Linked DNA regions of Mus musculus: region 2 is linked to region 1. A link is a contact called in public HiChIP or PLAC-seq data. All regions are on one chromosome and are shown on one strand. Each heading gives the region's core, a stretch centred on a gene start, on an enhancer-like site or on the middle of the called end of the contact. The rest is flanking DNA. Distances are from core to core; before and after follow the strand shown. Region 1 overlaps Gli2 (GLI-Kruppel family member GLI2). Region 2 has its middle 21 kb from the start of Gli2.

Region 1 (6,195 bases), core at 1,895-4,394:
TGACAGGGGCCAGCGCACTCATTAAATCCTAATGACCTCGTGAAAAACACCCCTGCCGCTCTCTGGGCGTGCAAAACAGAAAGTGTACCTCCGTGGGCGGCTACAGCTGCGGCCACCGCCAGAGGACAGGCCTTTTTCCCTGGGTCGGGGAAGCTGCTGTCCTCCAAGAGACCACTCTTGGCTTCTTTCTTCTCCAGTGCAGGGGCTGGGGCAGAAGTCTCCATCTCAGAGGCTCATACTCTTTGGTGGCGGACCCTGGAGGAAAGGACACAGACATTCAGCCACGACATTGCACCCCGAACCCATCTAGGAAATACCAACCCAGGTCCACACCACACGGGGCCTACAGCACCAAAGTTCACACTCAGTCTTCTGACCCCAGGAGGGAAGGCCTAGATAATTTTGACATAGTCATCCTGAGAAACGACGGGTCTGCTTGCTGAATGGCCATAAGGACAGGAACTGAACATTTTAGTTTGTTTATTGTTTAACCTGAATTTAAAAAACAAAACAAAACAGCAACAAGTTCTTAATGATGAAAACATACAGGAGCAGAGAACCACCTGACCCGGAGAAACAAAACCGAACAGAGAGCCCGAAGTCTAGGAAAAAAACAGAAATACAACAGACTTCTCCAAGAATGCTTTCCCAAACCACTTTGCCTCTGCGCTTCCTTCATTGGCTGACTCATGTGGATGTTCATTCATTCATTCATTCATTCAGTCAGTCAGTCAATATTCATATCACTAACTGTCATCGTTTTGTGGACCCCTTTGGGGGTGGAAGGACACTTTCACAGGTCACCTAAGACCATTTGAAAGCATATTTACATTACAATTCACAACAGTAGCAAAATTACAGTTGTGAAGTAGCAATGAAAACAATTTTATGGTTGAGGGTCACCACAAGCACGGCGGCTATCAGGGCTCACATAGCCCAGGCTAGCCTAAAGCTCATCCAAGGATGACCTTGAGCCCCTGAGCCCCTGAGCCCCTGAGTCTCCTATCTCCGACTCCTCAATGCTTGTATTGTAAGTATATAGCAGTAAGCCTGGTTTAAGCTATCTTTAAAATCTGTCGCTTTAGATCCAGCGGTATGGCTCAGCAGGTAAAGGTATCTTGCTGCACCAGGGTGACAGCTTGAGTTTATTCAAAGAAACCCCCTATAAAGGTGGGAGGAGAGAACTGACTTCAGGGAGTCAGACAGCACGTGCATGTCACTACATGCAAGCCACGTGCATATAATAATAATAATAATAATAATAATAATAATAATAATAATGATGATAGCATCTGCTACTATGGGGTTCTGTCATGAGAATAGTCACCAGCCACCTGCTAAAGCCTCCTTTTCTTACACTGTCCCTTAGCCTGGCATCACCCTATCAGCTGCTCTTATTAGGGCTGTGACTGTCATGGCTGCACCAGAAGCAAGTAGCCCAGCAGCCAGTGGTGCCTCTCCAAGAATACACTTCACCTTTGCCTGAAAAACCCCATTAAGATGCCACCTTCCCCAGGAAGTCCCCTGCTCTGGACAGTCCACGGTTGGAACCCTACATCTGCCAGATTATGAGTCTACCTGACACTCCACACCAGCATGTTCTCACAGCTATGCCCATTGTCTCCTAGGTGATTTTAAATCCCACTGGGTTTTTGATCAAGATTAACCAGTAGAATTATCTGGAATGGTGGCACCTGTCTTTAACCCCAACCCTCGGGAGGCAGAGGCAGGGCGGTCTCTGTGAATCTGAGGCCACAATCTACATAGTTAAGGTCCAGGGCGACTACACAGAGAGGCCCTGTCTCTAGATAGGTAGATAGATAGACAGACAGATAGATGACAGATAGACAGACAGACAGACAGACAGACAGACAGATAGATAGATGTAATTGGTATACTCCCTACACAGAGAGACCCTATCAATAAACAAACAAATGCAACTGGCCTGCTCCTCTCCCCAGGCTAGAGCTCCTCTAGTGTCCTGCTGGGTCCTTTTTAGCTCTTTACTTTGAATATGTTAAATTATGCTTATGCACAGGTGTCTGCATAGAATGAGTGTAGGTGTCCTCAGAGGCCAGAGGTGTAAGACCCCGTGGAGCTGGAGTTACAGGCTGCCCACATAGCCACAGTGGCTGGGAACTGAACTCCTTTGAAAGAACAGCAGAGCAGCAAACATTCTTAAACCACTGAATCATCTGGAGCTCCTCCTGCTGGGTCCTGGTCCACTTAAGCCTCTAGCAGAGGGAGAGGCTGGCTCCCTGTGCATCCCTTATCTTCCTGGCAGGAGGACCAGGCTCCTGTTGACAAGGGTCTGGAGGTCTAAAGAGTAGGGAGGAGGGGGTAGAAGAGAGCAGTGAGAAATGAACCTCTTTTGTTCCCTTACTCCCAGGCACTGACTTGGCAGTGGCAGCTCATCCCCCTCTGTCCTACCCTAACAAGTGGCAGCAACCTGGTAACCCCCAATTCACTGATGACCTCAGGATTCTGCTGGGAATGAGCTGCCGGAGGCCACTTCCCACAGAGGCAGCAGAGCAAGGTGAACAGTTTGGTAGTCTACTGACATGTTACTTAGAAGCCCTGGGGGGAACAGCCACCCAATGAAGAGCATCCTGAGGGCTTGAGCACAAAATTGTCAGGAGCCTCAGCACTCAGGCTGTGGCAGCAGATTCTGAGTAAAAAGGAACAGCTGCACACAGAAGCACCAGGGATTCAGGGGGCACCCCTCCCCACTGTGCAAGTCAGTGCCACCACGCTCCCCCTCCCCCCTTACCTCTGCCACAGGAGAGGAAGGCAGGAGACAGAGCCAAGAGTCTTCATAATTCACAGGAATTAGTGGGATTAGCTCAATTTCTGGGTAAACACCAAGCACCCTGGGTCCCAAGCAGATACATTCACTCCTGGGGACAGCCAGTCACCACTGTACCTGCGTCCTTGTGCGGACCCCATCCCCCACCACCTGGGGACAGCAGGGAGGGGTCTGTGCACGGCTTCATGGGTACTGGCTGGGTGAGTGAGTGTCTATGTGGGTTGATTCCCACAGGCAACACAAAAGCTTCTTCAAAGAAGGGTCTGAGAGCCCCAGGACACTCCAGGGGAGGAGAGTCAACACCCCACTTTCTTTTACAGCTCTGGAAATGCCCGCACATTCCACAGGAATCTGCTACACCAAGGGGAGCCTGGGCCTGCCCTGGGGAGGAGCCCCTTTCCATTAGAGATTTTCCCCAGGTCTCAGGCCCTCTGGGGCTTTTCCATGAGACCTCTCATCCAGACATATGGCTGGAGAACCCACAAAATGTGCAAAGAAAGCACTGTGCATGTGTTGGTGTGTATTCACAGGTATTGGGGGAGGGCAAAGCATGTGGAGGCCCTATGTCAACATTGATCCCTTCAGTCACTCTATGGTTTGATAAAGATGATGACTTTGAAGTAGGGTCTCTTGGTGAACCTGGGGCTCATAGATTTGGATAAACTGACTGTTGGTGTGTAAGCGCCAGGGATCCCCTGCCTGGTTTCAGGCAAACCAAATCCAAACCGAGACCCTCACATTTGTGTGGCAAGCAGTTTGCCAACTAAGCCATCTCCCCAGCTCTCCGCATTTTAAAGACACTTCATGAGTTCAGGACTTAGCAGAACATGTCTATAAACCTAGGCATGGAACCAAAGCTTGGAAGTTAAGAGGTCCAAGCATTCACAGTCAGCCTGGGGCATATGCAAAGATCCTGTTTCATACAGATCAGAACGAGAAAGCTCTTCAACAGTTGTGTCCTGCGAGCATGCACAGGACGGCGAGGGAAGTGTCTATCGCTCCCTGTTGTTTGTCTCCAAGTAATTTCTAAGCAACGCTTAAAACAAGACTTTATGGACTAAATATTTCACTAGAGCCGGGGGGGGGGGGGGGGGAGTGAATCTGTGGGGAAAGCCTTCGCCATGAAGCCCGAGGACCTGAGTTTGATACTCGGGACCCTCATCCTCCATGGCACTGAATACCAGCTCTGCGCATGGTGGCTTCCTACCTCCGACCCTGCACTTGGCCTGCAGTGAGAAAGCCCAAGTGTTACCCTATCATAAGCATGGTGCCTGTACAGCCGTTGCACTTGATGGAAAGTGGGGTCTTTTGTGAGCCACACTTTCTATTTCTATCATTTCAGCATGACGGTGAATGATAATCACAGCAGGTGTTACGGGGTCCACAGCACAGGCCAGGGTAAGGAGCCTTCCAGGAGTGGCGTGAATACACTGATACTCAGAATGAGGAACTCTGAACTCCTGGAGACCCACCACCACCTGGCTGCTTTGAACTCCTTTGTGAGTGAGTCACACACATAAGCACTTCCTGGGGTGAAATCAACCTCCAGGAGGGAGGCAGGAGCTGGCCTCCCAGCCAACATAGCCACCTACCACAGGCCCTGGCACACTCGCATCCTTTCTGATCTCAGCCAGGCAGCATGCCTGTCCCGTCTTACATACATGAGCACATGGGAATGCATGGGCACAGCAAATGGAACATACGCTGCACTCTTAGTGTACGAAGGTGTCTGTGTGTGCAAGTACACAGCCATACATACATACATGTTCATGCACTCATGGTCTCATTTAACACAAACAGTGCTACTGCATACACCTGTCACATATATGTTGTCAGAAGGAATTACACGCACATGCACTCATGCATCCACAACGCATGTGCAAAAACACATACAGATCAGATAGGCACATATTTCAAGCAAGAGCTAGTGAAAACCTACCCTGCCTTGATTGCAGACATTTTTTTCATGCATTTATTTAATGTATGTGCACACACATGCACATCTGTGGAAGTCCGAGGACAACTTATGGGGTCAGTTCTCTCTGACCATTATAGGCTCCAGGAATTGAACTCAGATCATCAGCCTTGGTGGCAAGTGCTTTTCTCTAATGAGCCATCTTATCAGCAGGACATCTCTGCATGTAGCTCAGGCTGGCCTGGAAGTCACTATGCAACCCAGGATGATCTTGAACTTCTAATCCTCCTTCCTTCACCTCCCAAGGGCAGCACCACGCCTCAGCACTGTGCGGTGCTGGGGATCCACCCTAGGGCTTTGTGCACGCATGCCCATCCCTACTTGATTTTATTATCCATGAACGTTGCTGGAGTAGAAGGGGGCTTAGCAATGCAGCATAGTGAGCAGGTTGGAAATAATCACACAGTGCCGAGGCTGAAAGTGTCAGAGCAAGCAGGGCTCTGGAGAAGACAGACATTTCAGAAGCATAAGCAGACCTGTGACTCCCTTGGGTGTCACTTCTACAGCCCGCCTTGGCCAGTCTGGCTTCTGGTCCCCTCGGCTCAAGCTTCTCCCAGAAACCTACAGGTTACAAAATGACCCATTGCAGCAGGTCACAGCCACATCATGCAAAAAGCAGCCCCAAGGCAATGCACCTGCCCCTTTTCTAGCCCCTTGAATTTCTTTCTCCAAGTACAAAAGCTCCGGGATTTGCAAGGCCCCTGAGCTAGAGAGCTGGTGTTAGGAAAAGTGGTAATTAACCCTAATTCACTGACTGGCTGGGCAGGGGTTGGGCCCCAAGGGCATGATGGGTAGGCCTCCTTCCTGAGATGAGTATCAGAAAGGCTTCCTTCTTCCTAAAGGCGCAGGTAGGACTTCTGGCTCAAGCTCCAGAAAGCATCCCAGCCCCCACTGTCTTGTACTCCGATCTATTCTCTGGAAACACAGGCTGATTCCACTTCCTGTCTTGGCTTCTTTACCTGATCATTCAGACTTTCTGTCCCACTAACACCGTGGACTTTAAGACCCAGAACCCTACACCAAGGGACCTTATCCACAGTCCCAGAAGCCCAGGCAAGCAAGTGACACCATTACAGGAAGGACAGTGACTGTGGACACCAGAGATGGAGCATGCATTTGGACAAAGCCCACGTCTCAGTTTCCCCATCTGTAAAACAGAGGGGCAGAGTCTTTCTCTCAAGCTGGGCAGGCAGAGTCCCAGCTGTCTGGGACTGGATAGCAGAGTTCTACTGAGGCTCCTTCTGACAATGGACCAGCCTCAGTCTCCCCTGTTAGATCCTGAGAATACAACACAGTATAGCAGCATTTTATAAGATAGACTCTTCCTAGGTCCCAACCTCCCACCCCTACCCCACTGTCAGGTCCCCTTTCTCTCCAGGGGCTTGATGCCCAGAGGGCCACAGTCTCTCCCTGG
Region 2 (6,195 bases), core at 2,271-4,770, 70 kb after region 1:
GTAAGACCAGGGAATCAATCTCTTTACAGGCGTCCACACAATGGAGCTGGGATTTGAAGCTCAATTCTGCCATTTATTAGCTATGGCGTGATCTCATGGTACTTTCTTAATTGAAGCCGTGCTATCCCCCTGTATCAAACGGAAGCAGTAACTGTCCAGGTCCACGTACACACACATCAGTTGATAGCTCTCCTGTTATGTTAGGTTCATACGGACATACTGGATATTCCGTGTGTGTGTGTGTGTGTGTGTGTGTGTGTGTGTGTGTGTGTATAGGGGGTGTTACACTACTCACATAGAGGACAGAGGACAGCTTGTAGGAGTTGTTTCTTTTTCACTATGTGAGTCTTAGGGAAAACTAACTCAGGTCTTTGGATTTGGCAGCATAGCAGCCTCAGTCTACCTCTTTTTAAAGATTTTATTTATTCATTTATTCATTTATTTATTTATTTGTGTTTGTGTGTGTGTGTGTGTGTTTATGACTATACATGCCCATGGATGCACGAAGGTGTTTGTAGAGGCCAGAAGAGGCCGTCATATTCCCCAGAGCTGGAGTTATAGACAGCTATGAGCTGCCCCATATAGGTACCCGGAACTGAACTCTGGTCCTTTTGAGAGAGCAGCAAGTGGTCTTAGCCACTGAGTCCCACCTTGCGTTTTGAGACAGGGTCTCTCATTAGTCTGAAGCTTGCCAAGCAGTCTAGGCTGGCTAGTCAGTGAGCCTGGGGGATTCTCCTGTCTCTGACTCTTCAGTACCAGGATTAGAAGGGCACACACACCATAGAGTGCATGGCTTTTTATGGGTTCTGGGGATAAGACTTAGGTGCTCTGCCTGCTCTGGGAACAATATACTGAGCCATTTACCCACCGAGGGAGCAACCTCCCCTCGCTGGCTGATGCTTGACATCTTTCCCCATCACATGCTCTTCTTCTGGCATTGGTCTCCTTAACAGTGTGCCCCTCCCCGCCCCACCCCTCCCCATCCCCGCCCCCGCCCCCAGCACATGAGCCAAGACACACCTGGTTAACTGCTATAGGAGAACACTGAGTATCTCCTAAGGCTCACGTGCTAAGGAATTTTTAAGAGATGGGGGCAAACGAGCAGTCATTAAAGCACTGGAGGCTTGTCCTTGAAGGGAGCCCAGCTCCATGCCCTGCTCTCTTGACTCCCTGGTGAGGGGGTGAGTGGGTCTTACTCTGCCATGTACTCCAGCCACGATGCTCTGCCCCACCACAGGCTCAAAGCCATGGGCTCAAGTGACCATAGACTAAAACCATAAGCTTCTATCTGTTCCTTCTTCCGTTCCTCCCTACCTCCCTTTCTTTTAGTCTATCTATCTATATCCATTTATCATCTACCAATAATCTATCCATCATCTGTTTATCTATCATGTTTATTTATCATCTATCTTTCCCTCTCTCTTCTCCCCTTTATTTCTCTTATTCCCACCCTCATCATCTTCCTCTTTTTTCCCTTCCATTCTCTCTCTCTTTCTTAAGAGAGGTCTCATCATGTACCGTGGGCTAGCCTGGAACACCTATTCTGCCGCAGCACCCCGAGTTCTGGGATTACAGACAGATGCCATCACACTGGCTGAACTTTTTCTAAGTTGATTTTCTCAAGTGTGATTGTTAAGGTTTACTGGCAAGTGGATCTAGAATCATCTTGGAGACAAATCTCTGTGGGAGGTCTCTAGACTGAGTTAACAGACGTGGAAAGATTGACTCTAAGTGTGGGCGGTACCCTTCTATGGGTTGGAGTCCAGGACCAAAGTTTAAAAGTGGGAGCTAAGCACCCACATTTACTTCCCTGCTTCTTACTTTCAGATGCACTGTGGTCAGCTGCCTTGTTCTCCTGTGCCAGGATGGACTGAAACCTCCAACTGAGAGCCAAAGGACCCTTCCTTCTTTCCTTCCTTCCTTTCTTCCTTCCTTCCTTCCTTCCTTCCTTCCTTCCTTCCTCAAGTTGCTCTTCTTGTCATTTTGTCACAGTAGCAAATAAAGTACCTGTGACCTGCTGGTATTTTTCATACGTACAGAGATTAAGCAAACACAGTATCTTAATCAGGAAGATATCTTAAACTGTCTTTCCTCCAAGAAGCCCTCCTGGACAAGAACAAACCTTCTAGTGGCTTGACGGACACCCTCTACCAAAGATGCTGTCATCACATGGCTCCCTGACACACTCAACTGCATTTGAAGATCTCTTGATGTGTCTTTCTGTTGGCTTCCTGACTTCAAGACAGGAAACATGCCATAGTCCTCCCCCTCCTCCTCCCCTTTCTCCTCCTCTTTTCCCTTCTTTTTTCCTTTTCTTTTCTGACAGAGTCTCACATAGCACAGGCTATGTGACTTGCTATGTAGCCAAGGATGACCCTGAACTTCTGATCCTCGTGTCTCCACCTCCAGAACACGGAGATTACAGATCTGGACCACCAGGCTTAGTTTACGAATCTGGGTGTGCTGGGCCAGCATGCTACCACCTGAGCCACACCCTCAGCCCCACTTAGTTCTTTGTTTCGTTTTGGTCAGGTGATCTTCTCTACACATATTTTCTCTTGTTGCTTCTTAACCAGCTCCACTGCTGAAGTCATCTATGGTATCACGAAGGCGGCAGATGGCAGCCATCCACAATTGCAGCCCAAGGCTGGGCAGTACCCAGGATCTCCTTGATGTTCTAAAAAGTCCCGTGGCAGACAAAGTTTGGAGCTGTGACGAAAGGATGGGCCATCTAGAGACTGCCATATCCGAGGATCCATCCCATAATCAGCTTCCAAACGCTGACACCATTGCACACACTAGCAAGATTTTGCTGAAAGGACCCAGATATAGCTGTCTCTTGTGAGACTATGCCGCGGCCTAGCAAACACAGAAGTGGATGCTCACAGTCAGCTATTGGATGGATCACAGGGGCCCCAATGGAGGAGCTAGAGAAAGTAATCAAGGAGCTAAAGGGATCTACAACCCTATAGGTGGAACAACAATATGAACTAACCAGTACCCCGGAGCTCTTGTCTCTAGCTGCATATGCATCAAAAGATGGCCTAGTCGGCCATCACTGGGAAGAGAGGCCCATTGGACACGCAAACTTTATATGCCCCAGTACAGGGGAACGCCAGGGCCATAAAGTGGGAGTGGGTGGGTAGGGGAGTGGGGGGGAGGGTATGGGGGACTTTTGGGATAGCATTGGAAATGTAAATGAGGAAAATACCTAATAAAAATATTTTTTAAAAATGTCCTGTGGCTAAAGGACGGTGCAGCATCAGCTGGGCACTGTGGACAATCTCACCAAAAGTGCTATTTTCATTGTCTAATGGTTCTCTGCACCTTTCTTTCTGATGACCCGGGTAGAGGCAGACGATACTGCTCTGTCTGGGTCTGTCTGGGTCTGTCTGCTCTGGGTTGTCAATTACACATCATCAGACCTTTCCAGTCACTGGTTACCTTAGAGATGTTATCTCCCTCTCCCAGCTTAGGGTGATGACTCCCTCTCTTTACCCCTTCTCCACTAGGGGGCCCCATCTCTGCTTTCTCCTTCCCGGGTCAGCTGAAGTATTTGCCACTCCTTCCAGGAAGTCCCTGCCTCTAAAATGTCCTTCCCACCTTCCTTCTCAGAGAAGCCCCATGCCATTGAGCATACAGTTCCAAAACTTCCTTCTTCCTCAAAAGCTTTCCTTGGTGGCAATTCCACAGTAAGGCTATATACTTGCTGCTGCATCGCGTTTGACGAATCTGCTGGGGAGAGGTATTTAGGGTGTGTCTGTGTTTAGCCATACAGACACTTGCAAAGAACGTACTTTTCTGTGTAAATGAGGTCTCAGTCTGTAGCACAAGCTGGACTGGAACTCACTAACAACAACCTTCCTGCCTCAGCCTCCCGAGGGCTGGGGTTTCACAGCTACAGTACCATGGCTGCAAGACCATTCTTGGGTGCACAGATGTGGTAAGATAGTTCAGGACAGGACCTGAAGGTGGAGGCGTTGCTGGGTCGGATACCACAGGCAGGGGTTAATTTAGAAAAGCTGGCCCAGAACTGAGGGTGTGGCTCAGCTAGTGGGTCTCACCTAGCGAGCAGGAGGCCACAGACTAACTGACTGTGGCTGCGGTGCACTCCGGGAATCTTGGTATTTAGGAGGTGGAGTCAGGAGGATCGCAAGTTCAAGGTCAGACCTAGATCGAACTGAGGCCACCCTCTGCTACCTGAACAAGACAGAAAGGATGGAAAGAAGAGGAGGGGGAGGGGGAAAGGGGAGAGGAGGAGGAGGAGGAGGAGGGGGAGGAGGAGGAGGAGGAGGAGGAGGAGGAGGAGGAGGAGGAGGAGGAGGAGGAGGAGGAGACCTCAGGCAGAGAGCGCAATAAATAGGTTGGTGAGAGGGTGCTTCAAGTTAAAGCCAGAGTGAGGATGGAAAGTCGGTCCCCAGTGTCTTACAGCCAGCCCTGCCCCCTCCTTCCCTCTTCCTCTTGCTGGAACTCTTAGATCTTCCCAGATCCAGAAAGCCTTGTGGGGGGGGGCACACCCAAGATAGGGATTTGAGGGGAGGGGGACCCAAAGCCATTAGTGCTTAATTAAAAACCCTTTGTCTTGCTGACAGACCTGCAGGATTTCCTACCATGCAAACCTCAGATGTGCTCTGTCCTTTGGGGTGACACTGGTTGAGGCAGGTGCCCAGAGAATTCAAAAGATGGTAGGTGGGGGAGCTGAGGTCTCCGCATAACAAAACCTTGGCTTTTAAGGACCAACACTGGGGTATTTTCTAACCTCACTTATTCATTCCTTACTACAGCCCTTCCTACAGTGTTTTGTCTTGCTTAGTTTTTAAACTTAAAATTTGTAATATCTATCTATCTATCTATCTATCTATCTATCTATCTATCTATCTATCTACTTATTGTGTGGTTTGATGCATGCCATGACGCATGCGCAGAGGTCAAAAGACAACTTGTGGGATCTGGTTCTCTCCACCCCGTGAATTTCACAAATCAAACTCAGGTTGCCAGCCTTGGCAGCAAGCCCCTTCCCCTCTGACCCATCTTGCCCACCATCTTTGTTTTTAAGCTAGGATCACGTGTAGTTCAAGCAGGTATCAGACTCACTGTGTAGCAAGGGTGACCTTGAACTTATGATCCTCCTGGGTGCTTGAGTCACAGACAAGGGCATATCGGGGTCTGAACCTAAGACTTCCTTTATGCATTGTACCAACTGACCCACATCTCCAGCCCCTCAGGAATTCTTTTCCTTAAATGAATAACTGTGTGGGGGGGGGGGGGGGAGAGAAAGCCTCCTACCCATTGCCTCTTGAGAGTCACAGAGAAAGTGACCTTGCAGGCTGCAGAGCAGTACCCTGGAGGGCCAGACTGACTCACCTTCACACAATGCCAGGACGAAGGGAGGCCTTCTCTGAGGAGGTGACTCAGAAGCAGAGTTTTGAAGGATGAATAGGAGTTTGCCAGAGAACCAAATCAAATTGATTGATCTTGCCACTCTAACTGATCTTGCCCATTTTCATACAAGCTCTTCAAGTGACACTCCGGTGTCAGATTAGGGGTTCTGTTGCCCTTTAAGAGGTGCTGTGAAGAGGGACAGGATGCTGGCTCCCTTGGGCTCCATAGCACTGAGTCCCATGCGATCCGGTTTCTCATTCAGCAGAATGCTTACTGATTGCTTTTGTCTCAGGGTGCTGATTCTCCCGGGACGGGAGATTTATTCAGTCCTAGTCTGCGCAGACTTGGCTCTTATTTGCCTGAGGAAATATATTTCTTGGGTTGTTCCCCGAGGAGCGATGCTAGGTCATTACGCTGTGAATTGTTAGTCCATAAAGGATCCGTCCCTCACTCAGCCCGACTCTGAGCCTGGGCTGTTTGGAACACCGGTTACCTTAATCCTTCCGTGGTGTCAGGATGATGGCTCTGCGTGGTCGGGAAGCGAGAGCTGGCGGGTTATTTGTGGATGAGAGGTAAGTGTGGCTCCCCTGCAGGACCTCTGTTTTCACAGAGCTTAAGACAGAAGCGGAAGAGTGGGGAGGAGGGGGCCCAGTGTTAGTCAGGAACTTTTAGTGCCTTGCTTGGCACTTGAAAGTAAGATAAACAGCAGCCGCGGCTTGGTGTCAGTTCCAAGTACAGCTCAGATCCATGGGAGGGCTGAAGGTGTCTCACCGTGGACAGAGGTGCAGGAAATACTGGATTCTGTCCCCAGCA

Evidence for each region. HiChIP or PLAC-seq counts read pairs in DNA pulled down with a chosen protein or histone mark.
Region 2: an H3K27ac HiChIP or PLAC-seq map of embryonic stem cells shows a contact between it and region 1, with 7 read pairs. The contact joins two enhancer-like sites. A contact is called at or near these places in 1 of 15 datasets of contacts at CTCF or cohesin (embryonic stem cells), 6 of 484 Hi-C or Micro-C datasets (embryonic stem cells and pancreatic cancer cells) and 6 of 115 datasets of contacts at active chromatin or transcription factors (all in embryonic stem cells).

The regions. Positions count from the first base shown.
Region 1 is chr1:119,001,952-119,008,146 of GRCm38.p6, forward strand. It overlaps Gli2 (GLI-Kruppel family member GLI2), which reads right to left. Exons shown (of 14, transcript NM_001081125.1): 2 at 89-255. The coding sequence starts at 224. Among named protein-coding and RNA genes, the nearest start is that of Gm51642, 44 kb to the left of the region's middle. Within about 2 kb of position 3,145, at least 22 of the 459 cell types and tissues checked have an H3K27ac peak or open chromatin away from gene starts, as enhancers often do. A contact at or near this core is called in embryonic stem cells, where this site is marked.
Region 2 is chr1:119,071,576-119,077,770 of GRCm38.p6, forward strand. No RefSeq gene overlaps it. Among named protein-coding and RNA genes, the nearest start is that of Gli2, 21 kb to the left of the region's middle. Within about 2 kb of position 3,521, at least 12 of the 459 cell types and tissues checked have an H3K27ac peak or open chromatin away from gene starts, as enhancers often do. A contact at or near this core is called in embryonic stem cells, where this site is marked.